2 separate regions of the Sus scrofa genome follow, and region 1 is linked to region 2. A link is a contact called in public HiChIP or PLAC-seq data. All regions are on one chromosome and are shown on one strand. Each heading gives the region's core, a stretch centred on a gene start, on an enhancer-like site or on the middle of the called end of the contact. The rest is flanking DNA. Distances are from core to core; before and after follow the strand shown.

Region 1 (6,027 bases), core at 423-2,922, 310 kb after region 2:
AGTCAATGATAGAAGATAAGGAGGAGGGTGCAGAAAAGCGTTCTAGATTATGCTTGCTGGCACCAAATAATGCAGAGACACTGCTGGAAACAAAGGCCCTTCATCGACCAGCAACCTCCCTCCCATTCACAAAAAGCCTTCGTGGAAAACACTGGCCCGGTAGCTTTACTTCCAAATGCAGACACGTGTTTTCTATAAAGCTAGGCAACCAGGTCGCCCAGTTTAGGCCACTGTCCTTGTCAGGAGAGCACCATTTCTTCTCAAAAGTATCTGATTTAGATGATACGGTACCTGCACACCATACTTAAAATTCAAAGCATACAGGTGTTGGGGGAGGCAGGTAGTAAATGACCCACAGAGAAGGGGAGTAAAAACTGCTGTCACTTCAGGTTCTTGTTAATATTTCTGCAAACCTAGATATACGTGGAGCTGGGATGCTGACCCAGAGAGATCCAGCTAAGAGACCTCAGATGCTGTTAGGTATATTTAATCCACTGTCTGAAAGACTAACTGAGCTATAATTAGGCAGACTGAGTCTCACAGTTACCGGCTCCGAAGAGTTGTTTGCTTCCTCTGCCTCCAGATGAGTCAGGGGTGAGAAGGGAGGAGAGAATGTTGAGTTGGTTCTCCATTCTTCACCCAACCAGCCTGTCTGAGCTCCTGGGCTGGCAGTGCCATCAGGGGACCCAACAACAGGAGGATGGGGCCCTGCCCTCAGGGAGAAACACACAGGCGACTAGAAACAGCGGGGCACCCAGAGCTGATGTGAAGCGGAAGAGGGGCGGCTCGGGGCTCAGTGGTGAAGGAGGGTAAGTACTCGGTACTCAGAGAAGCCCTGGCCTGGGCATCAGAGCATGTGGTACAGATTCCGATTTTGCTGCTGACTGATTCTGTGACTCGAGGGAAATTGCTTCCTTCTCTAAACCTCAGTTGTTTCATTTGTTAAAGTGTAGCTGAGGCAGTTCTGGTCGTGGCGCAGCAGAAATGAATCCAACTAGAAACGATGAGATTGCAGGTTCGATCCCTAGGCTCACTCAGTGGGCTAAGGATCTGGCATTGCCATGAACTGTGGTGTAGGTCACAGACACGGCTCGGATCTGGCATTGCTGTGGCTGTGGTGTAGGCCGGCAGCTATAGCTCCGATTGGACCCCTAGCCTGGGAACTTTCATATGCCATGGGTGCAGCCCTAAAAAAGCAAAAAAAAAAAAAAAAAAAAAAAAATGTGCGGCTGAGACTTGTGCCTGGTGAGCCTGTGATCCTAGATGACAAGTGGGAACATCTTATTCATCTGAGCTATGGGCACCACAGGAACCCAGGGTCTGGAGAGTAGGGGACTCACTAGAATTTGAGGCAGTCAAGGAAGACTTAACAAAGAGGGGGACTGGGGCAGGCAAGGAGCAGTGAAATACCATGTCATCCACCCAGAAGGCTGGGCTCCCCCCTCGGCTCCCCACCAGCATTTCATGTGGACCCAGCACACAGAGCACAATGCTGTCAGGACCAGCTGCCCACAGAAGCCCCCTGAAGCCAGGGACCCCATCTCTGGCATCTTGGCCTCCATCCACTCATAGTGCGGGGCCTGGCATTCAGTAAACACTCAGGAACATCTGTGGAATTCTACAACCTTTCTCTAGATTCGTTTATGAAGAAATCACAGCTTATGATTCAAGAAAAACTGACTCATTTGTTCCTGTTCTGTTTTCCTTGGTGACACAGAAACAAATCATTAGCTGACATCCTATATCAGTTTTCTGCAAAAAATAAGTAAATAAATAAGTGCCAGTAAGCGAGAATCCAGCTGCCCAGGCCAGAGGCAAGTGAGAGGGAAGCAGGTGGCTTCCGGGGTCCCTGTGGGAAGAGGAGTGGAGGAGAATGGGTGCCCAGGCCAGCGGGGCCCCAGCTGCCAGCCTTCACATTGCCCACCCCACACATAAATGTGAGCAAAATTGCTGCTTTCCCTTCTGCACGGAAGACAACAATCACAACCACCGAGAAAGGAGGAAGGGTGATAACCTGAGAGCCTGGAGGTCGGGGAGCCCTCGTGGTGACCTGGCTGTCTCTCAGAAAGCTGCCCTAAACCAGGAAGGAGAAGAGAGACAGGGCACAGGGCAGAGTCTCAGGGCATCTGCTGCTCCCAAGAGGTGGCCCTGGGAATAGAGGGAAGGAACCTGATGGTGACCTTAAAGACAGACAGACACTGTGTCCCAGGAGACAATGTCCAGGCACAGGTTGCAGTCATTACAAGTCATGATGGGAGTTCCCGTCGTGGCGCAGTGGTTAATGAACCCAACTAGGAACCATGAGGCTGTGGGTTTGATCCCTGGCCTCGCTCAGCAGGTTAAGGATCCGGTGTTGCCGTGAGCTGTGGTGTAGGTCACAGATGCAGCTCAGATCCCGCATTGCTGTGGCTCTGGCGTAGGCCAATGGCTACAGCTCTGATTAGTTGCAGTCATTACCAGTCATGATGAGGCGGCCCCACCACACACACTAAACCACCTGCAGTCATTTCCCTTCTTTCTATTGGTCCATCTCTGGTGTCCCGAGCACCACACCCAGGGCCTCAGGCAGCTCTGACATGAGGCAGAGCGGAGCCCTCGTAAGCAGGGACAGGATGGCACCACCATCCCAAGCAGAGAAACCACATCATCTTGGGGATGCAGGGGGCGAGCACAAGGGTGTTTGGCCTGAGATGGGAGGCCTCAAGGATGTACAGTGGTGGTTTCGTGGCATCGTCAGGGTTATGAAAGAGGGGGAGCTCTCATCTTCCAGGCCCTGGGAGTACTTCCAATAACATCTGCGATGGCCACATGGAAGCATCCTTTCTCCGAGTGGTTCTTATGTGTCCACTATTATGACACAGGCAAGAGTTTATTTCTCTTCACCGCCCAACAAGTAAAGTGGAGTCATCCCATGTTCAGATGAAGAGAGGCTTAGTCTGTTACAAGATGATTTGTGGACTGAAGTAGAGCTAGCAGCAGAGTGTGTACTTTATGCAACTGTGCACAGTAAATGGTGGTAACTTAAATTTGAACCATGTGTTGCGGGGACTGATGGTATTGAGCTAAACTGTCTAACCGAAATTCATGCCTATCAGGACCACGCAGGGTGAGCACTCGCTGTATGTGTCTCTGCCTCAAAGAGGATGTCAATTCTAACAGTGAAGGCCTCCATTGCCAGAATAGTGGTTGCCATAGCTAGGCCATTACTTTTTTTTTTTTTTTTTTTTATGGTCATACCCATGGCATAGGGAAGTTTCCTGGGACAGGGACTAAATCTGAGCTGCAGCTGCAACCTATGCTGCAGCTGGGGCAACACTGGATTCTTTAACCCACTGTGGGATTGAACCCATGCCTCCACAGCAATTCAGGCTGCTGCAGTCAGATTCATAACCCACTGTGCCACAGTGGGAACTCCTAGGCCATTACATTTTTTTCAATGAATAAGTGAATATTTCATTGAGAATATTAGTTTCTACAAGATGCTGGATATCAAAATAAAAATTTTCCTCATTAAAAAAGAGAAACAAACAAATGGAGGCTTAAAAAGGTTAAAAACAATTGCCCACGGCCTCATAACCAACAAGTGTCAGAGCTGGGATCTGAACCCAGGTCTGCTTGACTGGAAGGCCCAGCACGCTCTTCCCAGTAGACCCTGATTCTGCTTCTGATGGGAGAGGAGCTCCAGGGAGGCAGAGTTGAGCTCCAGTGCTACCCACATGGGGGGCCTAGGAGCACAGAAGTGCCAAAGACCTTGACAGTCAAAAAGCAGAGGGACAACCTGGCCAAAGGGGAATCAGGAGGAAGTCCTGTATATAAAAGTGGTAATTTCATTCTAATTAAAGGAACTCCTGATAGAGGGGCCATTCGGTCTGTCTGTCATTTTCCTTGAAAGCCTACCATGTGCTGTGTGTAGGCTTTGGTCTTGCAAGCCCATGTAAATCCTACCTAGCCTGCCAGGAGCAGCCCAAATGCCTCCTTCTCGGCCCTGCCAGACAGGCCCTGGGCAGAGGGCCATGTCTTTGAGGAGATCCAGTTCCTGCATTTGGGTGGAGCCCTTCAATAAATCTGAGCATTTCCCCTGCCCTTTAGGGACTGGCTGGGAGTGAACTTGGGAAGGTCACACATAGCCCTAGACACAGGAATTTGAGATGCTTTACAATTTTTTTTTTTTATAACTCCTCATTTGTAAAGCACCTTTCAGGAAGGGTTTGCTTAAAATTGGTAACACTTTTTTCAAAAGAGACTTCACCAAACTAGGTTCACTGGTTAGGAAGGAAGAAGACAGCATGAAGTGACTCCTTTACATGATGTGAAAGGACTGACCCAGTTGTCACCTCTCAGGCAGAGGCAAGAGGACACTCCCTTCTATGCAGGGAGTCTGACAGCTCCCAACACAGCCTGTACTATCCTGCAGGCATCTGTCCAGATGGTTATCCTTTTATGCAATTGTGAAATAAGATGCCAAGTTGTAAACGTTGCTGCCGAAAAGAGGAAGATGCTTACCAGGAATGCTGGAATTCATTAGGATGGGATCTTTTTAAAGGGCCCCTTCCTCTGGTTTCTGGTCCTTGATACAGTCATCTCTCTGTGGGAACTATACACCAAGGGTTTTACACGTAATGCTCAAAGGCCGTTCCAAGGATGAAACAAGACTGACATGTAGACGTGGCCGCCACAGGGATGGCCTGGAGAGGATGCTGGATGGAGGACCACTGTGATGAGAGCAGAAGGACCACTGAAATGTAAGGAATAAATGAATAAGATAATGGCTCCCAAAGCAAAGAGATGAAATCTAAAAAGCATGCGGAAGAATGTCTAAGAAAAAGGAGGCCTAGTCATCTACAAAATTCAAAAGAATGGCTAGCATCTAAGGCTGGTTGAATGCCCACTGTGTCAAAATCCAATGAGAAGATAGCAAAAACATAGAGGACAGAATAATTGAGGGTAACGAATTCGAAAAGAGAATCTGATAATAACTAAGGACAATATATCCGTTGCAGAGATGGGGAAAACTGAGGACCAAAGAAGACGAGGGACATGTCAGGGATCATACAGTCAAGCTGAGTGGCAAAACTGATCCCAGAACTCAGATCTTCTGGGTCCCTAGCCAACACACTCATGTTAACCACCCACTCCCAGCACGGGCCATGAATGCTGAGGGAGCAGATGACATTGTCTAATGGCCCAAAGCGTTGTGACAAGACTTGCCAGGCACCCAGCACGACTAGCTCATGGAGGATCAGCATTTCATCCCATGAACATGAAGACCTGAAGATTACTAAGTAGTAGCCAAAAAAAGAAAGAGACCTTCATGAGTCACCCACCTTATAGCCAGCTTTTGGGAAGGAGAAAAAGGCTCTCCATCTCTTCACATATCACCAGGCAGGGATGTCAAAAGGAATCTTTACATTCCTCTAAGAACATACCTTGAGCTCTGCTAACTTCAAAGGGAGGCAGGAACCTGATGTAGCATCCAAAAGTCACCCATAGAGACATGGCTCAGGGCCTAGTGTGAAGCCACAGCAACCAGAGGTCAACCACTGACTGCCCCACAGCCCAGCGTCCTCTGTTCTAGGTAGATCTGGGCATTCCTGAGAATGTGTTTCCTGCTACATCCAACTAGTTAGGGGAGGGACATTCTAAGCAGCCCCTCCGACTCAAAATCTTCTCACACATGTGCTTACATCACAACAACAAGGACTTAACCTCAGTCTGTGCCTTGGTCATTTTCTCAGGTAAAGGAAGCTTGGCTCGAGTGTTAGGAAAAGGCCTGCGTGTGCACCCAGTGTCTGAGGAACATAATTGTGGCTGGCCAGCCTCCTCAGATGAGTTCAGCCCCCTGATGCTGGCTGTCCCGGCCTCTTTGGTAGATGATGGAAACTGGAAGAGCTTCCGGCATTCCAACCTCACAGGTCAGCGGTCGGAGTTTTAAACACTGGTTTCCATGGAGGGTGGTAGTCTGGCAAGAGATCAGGCAAGACGATCTGGGCTATTTTAGGAAGTGGAAGAATTACGGCCTACGAGGTA
Region 2 (5,466 bases), core at 2,493-4,992:
GCTCAATGTCCAGCTCCCTGGTAAAGCATCTCCAGGCCTTCTTTCCTCTGCAGGAAGAGGCAGTGCCCCATCCTGGTGCTCCCAACCCCTAAAGGTCATTCAAGTTCCTGCTCAATGTCCAGCTCCCTGGTAAAGCATCTCCAGGCCTTCTTTCCTCTGCAGGAAGAGGCAGTGCCCCATCCTGGTGCTCCCATCACCCTTGGTAAACATCTTTATAATAACACTCAGTGTCCCCCATGGTAACCGCATGTTACCTGCTCCTCTTGCCCCACTGGTCTTTGAGTTCCATGACGCAAGATAACAGTTTGTAGAAACCCTACAACAAGTTTATTTTCTTGCTCAAACAACCCAGTGATAGTATATCAAAGAGTCAGAGCCGAGGCAGGGAGGCACTTTCACATCCGCGGACCAAATTGATTTTTCCGAGCACTTTGTCAAATTCCACCTGAGGGGTGGAGTTCTTAACTTCATTTTTCAAGTAAGAGGCACATGTATAAAAGAATAAATTAAAATGTAAAAAGAAATTTAAAAAGCAGCAGCTTTAAAAATTATTACATCATGGTGTCATCTAATTACATCAGAAATTTGCAGCTCAAAATCATTGTAATCAGTGATCCTGTGACTCGGGAAGTTTCATACGATATCAGCTTGTTGCTGAAGCTCAGAGGGGCTGACACAAATCCTTGGCTGAAGAGTCCTTGCTTTTGGTGGGCATCACTGGGCAAGTTGGGAGCCAGAGAAGACACTCCTTGAAGGCAGAAAACAATTCTGCTGTGATATTTAGTCTCACTTTCTGTTTGCTTGTTTATGCTTTCAATACGTCATAGGCACCACTTTCATGATACGGAAAAAAGCAATACCTTTGTAAAGATACCAGACGATAAGTGATTAAATTGCTTAAAATGATAAACACTCATCAAGGAGAAGGGGAGGGAAGAAGACAGACACTTGACCAAAGATGCTTCTGCCCCTGAGACCTGTGGCTTGAGCCCAGGACAAGAGGCCTGATGGCTGTCCCAGTGGTCACATCAAAATCACGAGGCCGGATTCCTGGAGGGAGTTGGAGGGGTGACAGGGGATCTGCAGGAAGGAGCCCTTCCTCAGCCCAGCGTCACATGCTCCTGTGCTCACGTCTCAGACAGCCACTGAGGTCCCCATGGGAGCAGCCGAAAACCACGCTGTTTGGGGTTTGGGCCCAAATCTGGCACATACAGCTCTAGACCTGAGCCAAGTGGCTGCTCCCGGGTTTCTTCATCTCTTTGGGGATCATGTGTCTGCATCCTGGGAAAGTCTGTGCCCTGGATTGTAAACTCTACGGCGGTACACACGCTGGAGGACTTACTGGAATTATCGTTGGTTCAGGAAGGAGGTGGGACTGAGGCGCAGATGAGCAGTTTTCATAGCGCCTTTTGCAGGTTCATAGACGTTTCATGAGCTGAAAAATCCTCTAATCTCTACAACTGGGTAGGACGAATATTATCATGATTTACAAGTTACAAATAATAAAACCGAGGTGCTAAAAAGTGAAGCAAATGGCCCAACCTGCCACACAGCTGGGAGCAGAGGAGCTGGAATCTGAACCCAGGCTATTGACAGCAGAGCCTGTGTTAGTAACCCACGGCCTGTGCGCACACACGCACACACACATACGCCCACACTCCCACATGTACACACGCACACTCCTCCTTTGCATTCCAAACACACCACCCAGAGTCTGCAGCTTCAATCCTGAATTGTGTTTCTTTGAAACCTAACTGCCCCAGGAAACTGCTCACAATTTACCTCTGGGGAGTGAGAATGTGGGATCAGGGCTGATGAAGGGGCCTTTCCTTTGCCTTTTATCCTGTTTTACAGTTTTTTGATTCCTCCCCTGACCATGCATTCTATTTACGAGAATTAATATAAAGACGTATTATTCCTCATCGGTAGGAGTGTGCTTCAAAGCAGAAGTTTTGAAGTTTAACGGAAACTAAAAAAAGTCCTTTGCCACTCAGAGGTTTTTAGAGCCTCATGTATCTAAGGTATCCCCTGGCCATTGGGGATCTTTCCAATTCACTTTGGAATCAAGCCTGGGTTTCCTGAGTCCCCCACCTCCAGCTTTCAGCCTCAGCAGCCAAAGGCAACCCAGCCCCTTCCTGTGGTTTCTAGCTCAGCCTGCCTGGTGGAGGGAGGAGGAGAGGGGGAGAGGGAGGGGGAGGAGAGGGAAGGGGAGGACGCCACATTGGGCCCCATCCAGGGGAAGCACGACCTGGGCCCTTCCAACAGGGTCCCCCACGCTTGGTGAAAACAGAGTCAAGTTAGAGTCCAGTCTCCAAAACCTCGAGATGGAGGCTGGGGAAAGTGAAAACACCCAGGGAGGTCAAGATGCAACAGGAGGCAGGCTCAGAAAAGGGCATGTGAGGGCTGGATCACCCTATAGGGAGGAATAGGCACAAGCCAGAGGGGCAAGGATGGGGTCCTGCAGCTCTGACCTCAGTGGCCCCAGCAGAGTACCATCTGCTTTCCTTCCCTGGTCCCAAGGGGTCTGAAGGGCAGGGGTCCACCAGGGTGGTGGACCCAGCGGGGGCCCCAGAGCCTGCCCCTGCCTCACTTGAACCCTGGGTGCAGGCTGACTCCATGCTGCTGGCAGCTTTAATTAAGTTTTGGAGGAACACAAACACACTCTCATGCACTATTCCTTCAGTGCAGGGGCTGTCAAGCAGAAGGAGGAGAGGGAGGTGGTTATGTGTACCCACTTAGCAACATCACTTTAATTTCACAAAAACACTCCCTGGCCAGGGAGCCCAGACCCAGTAATAAACCAACTGTTGGGCGGGGTGGGTGGGGGGCAGCTAGAGCCTGTCCGACTGACTTGCTGGGGGAAAATTCATTAACCAGCCATCAGCATTTCAGTCTCCCAAGACCTTAGCACTGGGACAGTCTACATGCAATGTGTTGAGTGTGTAAATTAATCCCTGTGGCACTATCACAGACCAAAGCATCCCTCCAATGCTGAGAGCCCACAGACCCTGTGGGTCATTGTGTTTGCTGTTTCCTCTGCAAGTAGGCACTAGGAGCATTTGGCTTCCTTCTCTGGCCACCTTTGGCCCATTATCAGGGCCGGGCTTAGCCACTGCTGCTGTAAATGTTTGCCTGGCTGGAGAAAGCTCCCTCATATTAACCAGGAAGCAATGAATGAGAAGTTTTTCCTCTCCCTTATTAAATGCTATACAAGCATAAAGCAGGCTCTGAAGTGTTATCTGTTCAAAACCTCAGGTGTCTAAATATTTACCAAGAATGTGATTGACATTCCCTCCTTCCGCACAGCCAGTGTCCACTGGCTGCTTGGGAGTAGGAACTGTGCTCAGGCAGGCTCTTGGGTGGGGAGGCCCTTCTTGGGGAAGAGCAGATGCCCACTGCCCAAACCCAGCTTTCCAGGGGAACTGTCAGCTCCTTGTGATCCTAGACTTCCAAACCCTGACCTTGACATACCTTGGGGATGAACTCTCCAGCCACACACCTACACAGAGCCCTAGACTTTGGCTACCTGAGACTTCTCAGAGTTCTCTAAACACACAGGCACTTTCTCATGACTTGAATCTGTACTGACTGCTCCACCTAGCAGGCCGTTTCCAGAAGGTCCCCCTCAGTAGCATTAGGCATACTCAGAGGTCAAGGATGATGAAAAGACATCATGTGGGATGGCAACTGTGACTGATTGTGGGCACTGCTAGGAGTTTATAATGACCATATCCAAGCTGTCAAGTGATTTGGTGGGTTTGTCATTGGTCTAGTTCACTGTAAAGGCCACCTCCTCCATGATGCCCTCAAGACTCCTACCCTGCAAAGGAAATATGATCTCTTCCTCCCTGCCTCCTCTTGACACCCGAGTCATTGTTCATCTTCCACATTGTGTCACAATTATATGAATAGCTTACTCTCCTGTCCTGCTAGTCTTCAGGTTCCTTAGGGTGGTGGCTGTGTATTACTCACTTCTGTATCCTACTTAGAACATGTTGTTCCTTGCTTGGGGTCAATGCTGTCAAAATGTCTGAAATGAATTCTTTCCTGGGGACAGCTAGCTGAGAGCAGACACAGCTGGAATTCTCCTTGTGACGAGTCTATTTTGGAAGAGAGCTGGTTGAGTCTGCACTCTTACACTGGGGAAGGTGCTGCTTCAGAGCAGGTGTCAGGGCTCACGGGGGCACAGGGCAACTTGCTGGCTTGGGAGTCAGGGTGGTAGATTGCCAAATAAAATAGAAACGCTCAATTCAGTTGAACATAAGTATTTTAGGGGACAATACTTAGACTAAAAAATGACTCATTATTTATCTGAAATTCAGATTTAACTCGGTGTCCTGTATTTTTATTTGCTCAACTTGGCAACCTTAGATGGGGATGCCAGGGAGAAGGTTCTGCAGACCAACTCCACAGGCTTTCTAGGATCAATGCTGTTCAGATGTAAGCTTCATTAGGGGACCAAGTGTCTCTCATTTACCATTGGATGCCCAGTGCCTTACACAGTCCTTTACATAAAGAAGATGCTCAATATATATTTACTGAATAAATAAAGAGCTTGGTGCTTCTGGGCCTTCTCCACCCATAATAAGGGTTACCTCATCCACAGTGATACAAATGTGCCAAAATAAAGGAGTTGACATTACACATTTCCTTTACGGAAGTCATTGCTAATTTCCATTACCCAGCAAACTGTCCAAGTGCATTGGGCTGATTTGGATTTAAAATCAATTAATGTATCCTCAAGGAACTTGGCTACTAGAAAAGCAAGATAAAACTGCATCTAAGTTATGTCCATTTAAAATGTAATTAATACTTTACACCGATGTGCATTTAGAAAACAGGGTAAAGTACCAATGAGGGGGAAAATTTGGTCTCATCTCAGGATCCCTGGCAGGCTGTGCTATTACAAGGACAACCAAGTTACACCTGTTTCGTGGCACCTGCTTTCTCTCCTCCCTCTCCACTCAGTGTTGCTGAACACCTTTCTTTTCTCTAACTGTCTCTTTTTCCTCCTATGCCAAAAGCCCTGGTGGAAGATGCAGCCTGAACCTGGATTCTGAGGTTTAATCGAAAGTGGGTGCTTACGGTTAAGAAGAGCCCGGAGGCCAGAGAAGCCATCAACCCAGGGGCAGCAGGTAGGCGAATGTAATGAAGGCCTGGTTAAGGATGACTGTGGGGTCATAGAAGGGCAGGAAAAGTGGATCTGTGACCAGTGGTGTGTGAACCATAAAGGGACAGTCAAAAAAGGATTTCCAGCTTCCTGATTTGGAGAACTGGGAAACAGAGAGGGTACCAGCCAGGACTTAGTTGCCAACAACAGAAACTGATTCCAGATCTCTAAGAAGAAACAAAATATTAAATTATGTTTATTAGAGCTCTCCAAATCAATGGGAAGTCTGGAGAACCGGTTTCAGAAAACAGGCAGGACCAAGAGGGGCTGGAACCTGGGTCAAACAACAAGATCAG

What was found. HiChIP or PLAC-seq counts read pairs in DNA pulled down with a chosen protein or histone mark.
Region 1: an H3K27ac HiChIP or PLAC-seq map of alveolar macrophages shows a contact between it and region 2. The contact joins two enhancer-like sites. A contact is called at or near these places in 2 of 2 datasets of contacts at active chromatin or transcription factors (alveolar macrophages and skeletal muscle).

What each region holds. Positions count from the first base shown.
Region 1 is chr13:132,148,714-132,154,740 of Sscrofa11.1, forward strand. All of the region lies in intron 2 of XXYLT1 (xyloside xylosyltransferase 1), which reads right to left. Among named protein-coding and RNA genes, the nearest start is that of XXYLT1, 120 kb to the right of the region's middle. Within about 2 kb of position 1,673, at least 6 of the 83 cell types and tissues checked have an H3K27ac peak or open chromatin away from gene starts, as enhancers often do. A contact at or near this core is called in alveolar macrophages, where this site is marked.
Region 2 is chr13:131,835,944-131,841,409 of Sscrofa11.1, forward strand. No RefSeq gene overlaps it. Among named protein-coding and RNA genes, the nearest start is that of FAM43A, 180 kb to the left of the region's middle. Within about 2 kb of position 3,743, at least 5 of the 83 cell types and tissues checked have an H3K27ac peak or open chromatin away from gene starts, as enhancers often do. A contact at or near this core is called in alveolar macrophages, where this site is marked.